Linked DNA regions of Gossypium hirsutum: region 2 is linked to region 1. The links are chromatin contacts, called in public Hi-C maps. All regions are on one chromosome and are shown on one strand. Each heading gives the region's core, a stretch centred on a gene start, on an enhancer-like site or on the middle of the called end of the contact. The rest is flanking DNA. Distances are from core to core; before and after follow the strand shown. Region 1 holds the start of LOC107929500 (putative aminoacrylate hydrolase RutD). Region 2 has its middle 11 kb from the start of LOC107929504.

The links. A called contact is a pair of places that touch in the nucleus more often than the background predicts.
Region 2: a Hi-C map of fibers shows a contact between it and region 1, with 1.7 times the contacts expected there. The contact joins the enhancer-like site here to the promoter of LOC107929500 in region 1. A contact is called at or near these places in 16 of 34 Hi-C or Micro-C datasets (anther, callus, cotyledon and 4 more).

What each region holds. Positions count from the first base shown.
Region 1 is chrA12:106,637,610-106,642,447 of Gossypium_hirsutum_v2.1, forward strand. LOC107929500 (putative aminoacrylate hydrolase RutD) reads left to right here and starts at 2,150. Exons shown (of 11, transcript XM_016860935.2): 1 at 2,150-2,415; 2 at 2,512-2,710; 3 at 2,981-3,063; 4 at 3,207-3,307; 5 at 3,852-3,947; 6 at 4,422-4,475. The coding sequence starts at 2,298.
Region 2 is chrA12:106,672,688-106,677,525 of Gossypium_hirsutum_v2.1, forward strand. It overlaps the pseudogene LOC107929589 and the pseudogene LOC107929590. Among protein-coding and RNA genes, the nearest start is that of LOC107929504, 11 kb to the left of the region's middle. Within about 2 kb of position 2,009, at least 6 of the 9 cell types and tissues checked have an H3K27ac peak or open chromatin away from gene starts, as enhancers often do. A contact at or near this core is called in cotyledon and fibers, where this site is marked.

The DNA.
Region 1 (4,838 bases), core at 900-3,399:
TGTAATTTTATTTCATGGAGTTAATATAAAATAATACTATTCAAGTATTAAAAAATATTTTGATAATTAAAATATTATCAATTTTAAAAACAAATCATAATTAAAGTCTAAATGGAAACATTAAGTGTTGTATGTTGCTTATTGAGTCTTTAGCTCGATTGGTATAGGTATTGTTATCAATATAGGAGCAGATAGGTTTAAGTGCGGTGAAGCACATTATCCTCCTATTTATGAGTTAAAGTGTAGAGACGAGTATCAAATGTGACACATAACAAGTTAAAAAAATACACTATCAATATATCAAATACTAACTTTACTATAAAATTTATCACATGCATATATATGTAGAAATTATATATTTAGAACACATATTTAAACTTACACAAATGTTTAAATAATATTATATATTTTATTCTATAAAAAAATAAATATTTTAACCAAAACTTCATCCCAAATATTTATGTAATTGAAAGTTGTATATTAATAGTATAATGATAAATTTAACTTTTAATGTTTACATATTTCGTAAATTGTCTTTGTTTTATATTTTAACCAAATTTGTCTAATAACATTTCAACAAAAGGTCAAATAATGTTAACTAAAATATTAAATTTTCAACAATGTTGATATGACGACTTGTGTGCTAAAGTGTACTTCATGTTGACTTTTCACTATTTATCTTATACTCTACATAATAAATAAATTAAAAATTATAAAAATATTCAGAAAAATAAAAAAAAGCATGAAATTCGCATAGATTGTCATGTTTAAAATTTAATGTTTTAGTCAATAATTTCCTTAAAAATATAACAATTAAACTATTTTTGAAAGGTCAATGATCAAATTCGATTCTTTTTAAAAGTGTTAACGGTCAAATTTAGCTCTAAAAGAGAATAAGGGCTAAATTGACAAAAAATATAAACATTAAAGACTAAATTTATCAATATGCCTCTATTAATCATAGAAAACATAAAATGCATTGTTTTATTTTTGGGTAAACTACACCATTAGTCACTAAACTACGGGTAAGTTTTCATTTTTGGTTATTTAACTAAAAAAATTACAATTTTGTTTTTGAACTATTCGAAAGTTTTCATTTAAGTCACTGAATTATTCAAACTTTTTTATTTAAGTCACTGGGCTGTTAAGTTTCTTTTCAAAGTTCAGCTAACGAGCTCCAAGTGACGATTTGATAATCGGTATGATGAATCAATTCCCATCAACGAGTAAAAAAATATATCTTAGATCCAAGTTATTGAAGCCGAAGATTTTTATACCTTTAGTTATAACCTCGAAGTGCCTCACGTTTAGTCCTTATTAGTGGATTAGAGACAAATGGTTAAGTGGTTTGCTATCATAGACTTGGGTAGGATGACGACTAGATGTGCTTTTAATCACTTCAAACGAAACGCGATAATTAAGGTTAGAAATGATGATTAATGAGTTGAGTATACACGAACATTAAATGAAAAAGTATTTTTTAAAAGAAAAGAAAATTCTTGCAATGAGTAAATCTAAAAAATTTACTCAAAAACTTATCTCCAAAAATCGAAAATATAACATAGTTGGATAAATAACAAGTATTAATGTTGTATCTAAACTTAACCAAATTAAAAGATTAAATTTAATATATATGAATTAAACTTTAATAATTATCGAAACATTAATGAAGATGGAGTCAATTCAATCACATTATTCAAACGTATAGATTTTAAAATCATCAATATCAACAACTCAAAATAATAAATGATTAAAAATTTTGTGTTAACGTATCAAGACCCAAATTTTGAGCCTTAGTATTAAGATCCCAATAAAAATTCTTATACTGCTGTGTTGGATAAAAATATATACACTGCCCCAAAGCATGTGTAATTCGTGGCTAAATTCATATATACTGATTTGATGAAACTGCGCAATAAAAAAAACCTATCCAAAAGCCTCCCACGTGTACGGCTCGACGAGCTTTAGTTTATGATGCCCGCGATCGGTGCGTTGCAATTGTAATTAGGAAAGGGATCTAAATTATGACCTTTGACCGATTTCGCGCCAATCAACTATCCAACGTGGCAACAACCAATAGACACTAACCACGTGGTGCAATCCAACAGCCAATACCCGTATAAGTATTCATCGTCCTTCTGCTCGTCTTCCCTCTTTATCTTCTTTTCATATTCTGGAACAGCAGAAATCTGAATAATCTCAGATTATACTTAAAAAAAAAAAACTGAAAATTATAATCTCTATCAATTACTTTTTTAATCCTCAGAGCATAAATTGTGAATCCAATCTACGAAACGATGCCGTATTGCGAGGTGGGAAAAACGCAGAACGCCGTCGACGCTGCTCTAAACAATGGGATCCAGATTTATTATCGGACTTACGGTCACGGCCCTATCAAAGTCCTCTTAATCACAGGTGATTTTTAATTTTTTTTAATTTTACTTTCAAATGTTCGTTGAATGTATCCTTCTTTTTGGGCGGTAGTTGATAATTTGGTGAATGAATGGTCAGGATTGGCGGGTACACATGATTCGTGGGGCCCACAAATCAGGGGACTGGCCGGAACCGATAGGGCCAACGACGATGAAACTATGGCGGTTGATCGGGAATCCGACGGAGCTAATAATGAGGTCGGCGGCATCGAGGTTTGTTCCCTCGATAATCGTGGGATGGGCCGGAGTTCCATTCCCACAAAAAAATCAGACTATTCGTGAGTCTCTTTTGTTTTTAGCGGTTTATTAGCATTCAATTTTTATTATGCTTTGACTTTCTTTTTCCTGTTTATAGTTATTTAATAAAGGCGCTTTTTCCTGCTTTTTACAGTGAACTGTAGCTTGTTATTTATTTAAAAATAAAGAAAGTCAATCAAATTTTTGTAATGTGTTTAATACTGTAAGTGACTTAAAAATTACTAACCCCGGTTGAAGAAGAAGAGCGAGGAAAGTGATTTTTCTTTCTTATTTCTGGATGTTGAGTGCAGGACGAGAATTATGGCAAAAGATGCAATTGCCTTATTGGATCATCTGGGCTGGAAGAAAGCCCATGTTTTTGGGCATTCAATGGGTGAGTGAATTCATTCGGATTTTCATTGCAAGAATGAAAAAAATCCAGGAAAAAGAAACTTTAACCTTCTTAGTTTGTATTAATGAAGAAATGGTAATCTTGTTTTTAATATAAAGCTTGCTTGAATTTGTTATCCGAAACAGGGGCTATGATTGCTTGTAAGATGGCGGCATTGGTGCCTGATAGAATTCTTTCTTTAGCATTACTTAATGTAACAGGTGGAGGTTTTGAATGTTGCCCGAAGGTAATTCTTTATTTTCTATTTGTGTTTCTGGGCATTTGGTTGCCTTGAATTGAGTTCTCTTCATTTTTTCATAAATTTGATGAGTTTTATGCATATCCATTATTAACTCAGCTTAAGAGACTTTAATGATAACTGTAGAGATTATGACACACTTTGGAATCATTTGCTAAACTGTAGAACACAGAGGATAGATTTTACTAATTTACAGTGGATTTCAGTATCCGAAAAGTTAAAGTTTATCATAGCCTGCCATTCTGCCAAGCACTTTCTCTCTCAGTTTAGAAAGACTCCTTGATCTGCTAAGTCTCCCCAGATATCACTTCTCACTGTTGTATCTTTGTTGCTGAGAAAGAAACATGACAGTTAATTTCCTGGTCATCATCCAATATGATGTCAGCAGTAGTACTGTTTATAATTATGTTCTCATACTGATATATAGTTAACTAGTTCTCATGAGCTGAAAACCAGATTCACTTTCATACTTTTGGAACTTATATTAGGATTTAGGAGCAGCTAGTAAGTAACTTGTTTTACTCTGTTGCAGCTTGACCGGAAAACATTATCCATTGCAATTCGATTTTTAAAGGCAAAGACTCCTGAGCAAAGAGCAGCGGTTGACTTAGACACGCACTACTCAGAGGTAATGTTGTTCTTTGTTAACAAAATCCTTTTCCTTTTTATTTGGTGATTGTGAACTATGTTGTTTCCAACTTTTTATTTTTTCATGAAATACCAATGTCTTATATTCAGATATGGTTATGGGCATGGCAATATGACTTTTCAGAAAAAAAGAAACCCTACTAGTATAGCAGTATCCAGTAATCACCCCATTATTTATATAGCTTAGAATGTGAAACTGAGGAAAGAGGATGATTAAATTGGCTTATGACAATGAGGTTTAATTTAGCATATATTTCATAACCCTCAGAACTAATGGCCAGCCATTCTGAATTAAGTGTTTCCTGAGTTCAACAAGGTCAAATTCAGCATCCAGTTGAAGTTATATCAAAGATACACTTTGGTTCTTTTTCTAAAACAAATGAGTAAATATAACCCTTTTTTTTTTCCATGCACAAAGGCAACTCACAGAGTTTCATGTTACATATGATTGCAGGAATATCTTGAGGAGTTTGTCGGTTCTGACACTAGAAGAGTAATTTTGTATCAAGTAAGTTACACTGAAGCTGATAGTTGCTGGATTTGAATGACAACCATATTAATCACTTAAGCCCTGATAAAAGTTACTTCTTGTTCACTATAAGTCCATAACCTAATAATTTCGAGTGGATGTTCTGATTTTCTTGGTGATGGATACATCATTCTGCACCATACCATTAGATGGGCAGCGTATTGAAGAGTAGCAAATTTTTTCGGCACACTGAAGCTGCAATTATCTGTTTGCTTTTGATTAATTTTGTTTTTTGAGCAAGTTTGCTTTTGATTGAATACTCTTTGAAATATACTTCATTTAAATTTTATAGTTCCTGGAAACCATAATGGTTTTTCCAATCGGAAATGCCTCTGATGAAAT
Region 2 (4,838 bases), core at 759-3,258, 35 kb after region 1:
CCGCTTTGATTCTAGTTCCATGCTCAGTAGCCGCCAACGAAAAGCCTCTAACTTCTCATCTTTCAGTCTCATTTGTTCTGCAAAGGCATCCAGTTCCAAATGATGCCTCTTCTCAATGACAGCTGCATACTTTTCTGCTTCATCTCGAACCCAATGTTCCAACCTTTTGACATCAGTTGTCATCACTGCTTCAATGCAAGAACAGAAAAACAAAAAGGGGGAATAAAAGCACAGAACAAACAAAGAAAATGATCTTAAGTTCATGACAAGTTAAGCATTTGACTGGATCTTGTTCTTACCCCAATCCTCACTCATTTCTGGGGAGTTACAATCCATAAGAGGAGAACAGATCGCTGGGTCTGTTTTTAGCTCTGAAAGGTCATATTCAAAACCAGCATCAGTCGGCAGTGATCTGGTTTTGGCAGAGTTAGAAACCTCTTTGGCACCAAAGGAAGCATCTAATTTTGCACTGGCTTGGTTAGCAAACATGGCCTTCAATGAATGTCTCTCATGTCTAGACTCAGATACTGCCCTCCACCTTTCTGTTTCTAGTTCAGCTTGTTTCTTCTTTGTCTTTGATACTTTAACCTCCTTCAAAAGCAATTGCTTCTCTGCGGTATCCAACTTAGTTTTCCTCAGCATTGCAGACAAGACCTTATCTTTCTGTTCCAAGTCCTTCCGCATTTTCGCGATTTCCATGGACAAATTTTGAGCCAACAAAACTGACTCCTCTTTTTGCTCTAGGACTGCATCAAGCTCCAGCTTTGTAGCTTCAACTTCTCTAAAGGCTCGCCCCATCTCTGCTTCAAGTCGCCGTTGGTTTGAAACGATCTCGATAAAGGCAGTTTTGTGCTTCCAAAGCTCATTAGAATGCTCTTGAGCTTCCCATTTTGCAGCTTCCTTCAACTCTTCCGCAATACTTTCAAATTCCATTACCTTTTCTTCTAATTCCTTCCCCTTTTGCTCCATTTCTTCAATTACCTTATCCTTAGACTCCACCACCATCTCCATTTCATTCAACTTTTTGTTCAAGTCATCGATTTCTTGGTCTTTCTTTTTCTCAAGGACTCTTAATTCATTTAAAAGAGCTCAATTTGCTGCCTAAGTGACTTTCTTTCCATTAACCATCCTTGCTCTTGAGATGCAAAGATGCTCACAACCTTTTCATTTGCCTTTGCATCTTCATGTCTCCTTTTCTTTAACTCCTCGATCTCTATCTTAGCAATCTCGAGCTTTCGGAGAAGCTCGCACTGTGCTTCATTGGCTTCTTCTCTCTGGATTCTCCATATAAGCAATCCCAAGAGTTGAGCACTTCCATGAAGCATTTTATCTCGGGATTCAGACCATTTCTCATCTTCCTTTTCGGGTCCTGTAAGGAGTCTGAGAGCAAAAAAGGCACAAGAAACACCAATATACATTGGATACAAGCTATCCTTTTTGTCTTCGGAGAAAATTGGATATGAACCAGAGATTCCCTTCTCATCCATAGCTGAGGAACTTGTTTCTTTCTTTACCTCTGGAACTGAAATTCCAGGCATTCACTGTTTTGATTCAGACCCATAAAAGAAAACATATGATATATTCATGGCAATATAGTCACTCAGAAAAGGACAAATAATTGAGCACAAAAAGGGATAACAATAATGGAGGAACAATAATATCCTACACAGTAAGCAGCACAAGGACACCTTATAAAAACAGGACAATCCATGACAAGAATAATGTAAAACTTACAAGAATAAAAGGTTGAAAGATGTCTTCAATTCAAAACTAGACAAAATGCTAGAAAGTAGAGCCCCCAATGCTGGTTTTCCATGGAAATCATGTAAGGGATAGCCAAAGAAAAAAAAAAACCCAAAGTCGCAATTTATCCTTTTTATAAAATGATCAGGGAATACCAAAAGCATGAACTTTTACATGTGAAAAACTCTGCGAAATCTGTTAAACAAAAGGGCAAACCTTTTACAGAATGGAAGGGCTTGTTCCCTGGTTTTCAGTGACCTGATAACCCACATGCTATCCCATCAACTTTTTTTAAATAATTCTTCTGATGGTTTGTCACCAATACTAACAAGGAAAAAAGTTTGAAGACCTTAAATAAATGTTTCCTTGAACAATCCTGGAAATATTTTATTGTTTCCAAAGTGTCTTTCAGTTTTAAATGCATGAACTTATTAGTTGAAAATTAAAACTGTAATAATAATCTGGAAAAGGAAAAGAATTGAAAATTTATTATGAAACTACTTTTCAGTTAAAATATAAATGTGTAATTTAATTCCATTTTTAATGATTTAGGACCATATGGAAAATTATGTTGTAGACTTTAGAGTACAACTCTTACCAGACCTATAATAAATCAAGCCAATACCTAAAGATTATATTGAAAATATCAACCATATAAGTATTAAGGTTGGACCGCATTATTTTGTTAGAATTGGACTAGATAAATTGGTTGGAATGAAAATAAGTTAGTATATTAGTTGGACAAAAAATTAAATTAATTTGTAAACAAATTACTCCGAACCGGACAAAAAATCAGCAGTTAAACCGATTTATAAAATTTTTTAATTTTATAACATTTTAATTATTATTAAATGGACGAATAAATTAATTAAACTGAAAAATCACCTAAAACATTGTTTCGGTTTTTAAAACACTGTTAAGCAAACAAAAAAACCTTAGACCAATGCATTTATCATTTATCGGATAATCAAAACTCATGAAAAGTTAAAGTCAAAGAAAAAAAAAAACCAATTCTATGTGGTTCAATTGCTTCCCTAAAAGCCTAACAATATCCCAATTCCCAACAATTAATACTCAAATCGAACCCTAATGCTTGACAATGTTAATGAAGACTCAATTTACTTAAACAGGATGGCAATTTGATACAATTTATTACCTGCGAAAGCTCCTTGGTTGACCAAAAATGGTGGCGAAGAGCATTATCTGTAAACAAAGAGAGGAAATCTTCAATGGGTCCAGAACTATTAGGGTGTTTCGATTTGCTTCCTTGGTTGAGGAAATGATATGCAAATCAATGGTATTAAATCAGTTTTGTTTTGTTTACATGATAAAAAAAGAAGTATATAAATGGAAAAGAGAAGAGCACTCACAGCTCCATGATTGTAATTTATATATGTATATTCCGAGATCTGCTTTTGGAATTTGGATTAACCCAGCACTTGATTATACTCAAAGCAATCAATAAAAAATAAATTATTTTAAAAAAATGTGAAGAATATGAGCTAAGTGTGACCCTACTGTGGATGTTGCATTGAATAATAATTAGAAGGCTTCCATTTCCATCAAAAGATTCTTCCTCTTGCATTTCTTATATGTATTTTTTTGTATATTCTTCGATCTAAATGATAATAAAGAAAATGTGAATTGACTTTTAAAATATCCATCAAACATGGCGAAATGTTTTTGAATGATTATAATATTTGGTGGAGTGACGTGGCATTCCGGTGAAGTCGCGGGGATTCCAGAAATTTTTTTCCATGAAAGGTTTGAGAACATGGAGCACTAGTGCAGAGGAAAATTACGGTAAAATTACTCTAAAACCCTTGTATTAATAGTTAGATTATATTTTTAATTTATTTTTAATATTAAAAATTAGTCCATGTATATTACACATGTACACATGGTACATTCAAATCAAAATCATCGCAAATTGTTAAATTCAAAATTTTGTCTCGATGAATTTGCGAAATTTCTAGGTTTTTGGATATAGATCCATGTGTGAGAGCAAAATGGAGGACATGCCATTGCCTGCTCTCTTCGAACAAACGAGTAAGATCCATCTGACGGCCACGGAGTCCGGTGCTGATCAGGTACGCTCCCTTCTCATGCTTGATTCAATGTCCCTTTACTACCTTCTTATCTGATAAAATTTGCACTCCGTGGATTCATAGGATCTGGTAAAGAAAGGATGCGAGGCACTGGGTAAGTGCGAGGACATGATAAGCAAGCTAGGACTTTTTTCATCAATGAGACCATTGATGACATTAGCACCACCAATCTCAAGTATATTCTGGTAATCTTCAATATTATAATTCCCTTTCCTTTTTTGATAAATCAGTTGTCCGTAGTATCTACATTAAGTTTCAAAAAAGAAAAAGCTCCATTTGAAATTTGGATTTCTAATTATTTCATAATGTTTCTGGAATTACTTATTTTTGTATTATGCTGTAGTTATGTCATAGCGTCAAGGTTTTAACGTTTTTTTTCATTTCAGGTGCCATTTTATCTTGCAGAGCTGACTGAAAATATTGTGCAGGACGATAGGATACAGATTCTCAAAACTTCACAGGCAAAATTGAAAGTAAGTTTAGTTCATAACATGAAGTGTAGTTGAAAGATTAGTCATAATACTGAATAGTGTTGCTTGATAGCTGTTTACTTTTTAATCTGTTTCAACTTGTAGTCTATAGTCCATCTAGTATGTAAATTGGAACTTATAGAAAGTGTGGTGTCTTCTAGGAGCTCATGTCTTTTTGCGAGGCAATGGAGCTTGTACCACAGGAAGAGTTGGAAGTCGCCGTACAAGGAGCATCAAATTCTTTTGCTGATCAAAGGGCCTTAAAGGTAGTTATGTATACTCCTGCTAACAGCATGATTTGTATTTTTTTGGGGAGGAATACATAGATTCGAATGGAAATTCTGTTGTGGTGTACGTGCTTTTTTGTGCCTGCAATCAGATTGCTCGGTTCAAACGCCAAAGAGCAGCAGAAGCAAAGCTGACAGAAATAAAGGAACAGAAGGAACGACGCGAGCGTTCAACAAAAGCTGCTGCCATATCCACTCCTGTTGAGCATGGAGAGGAGGATGTGCTGTAT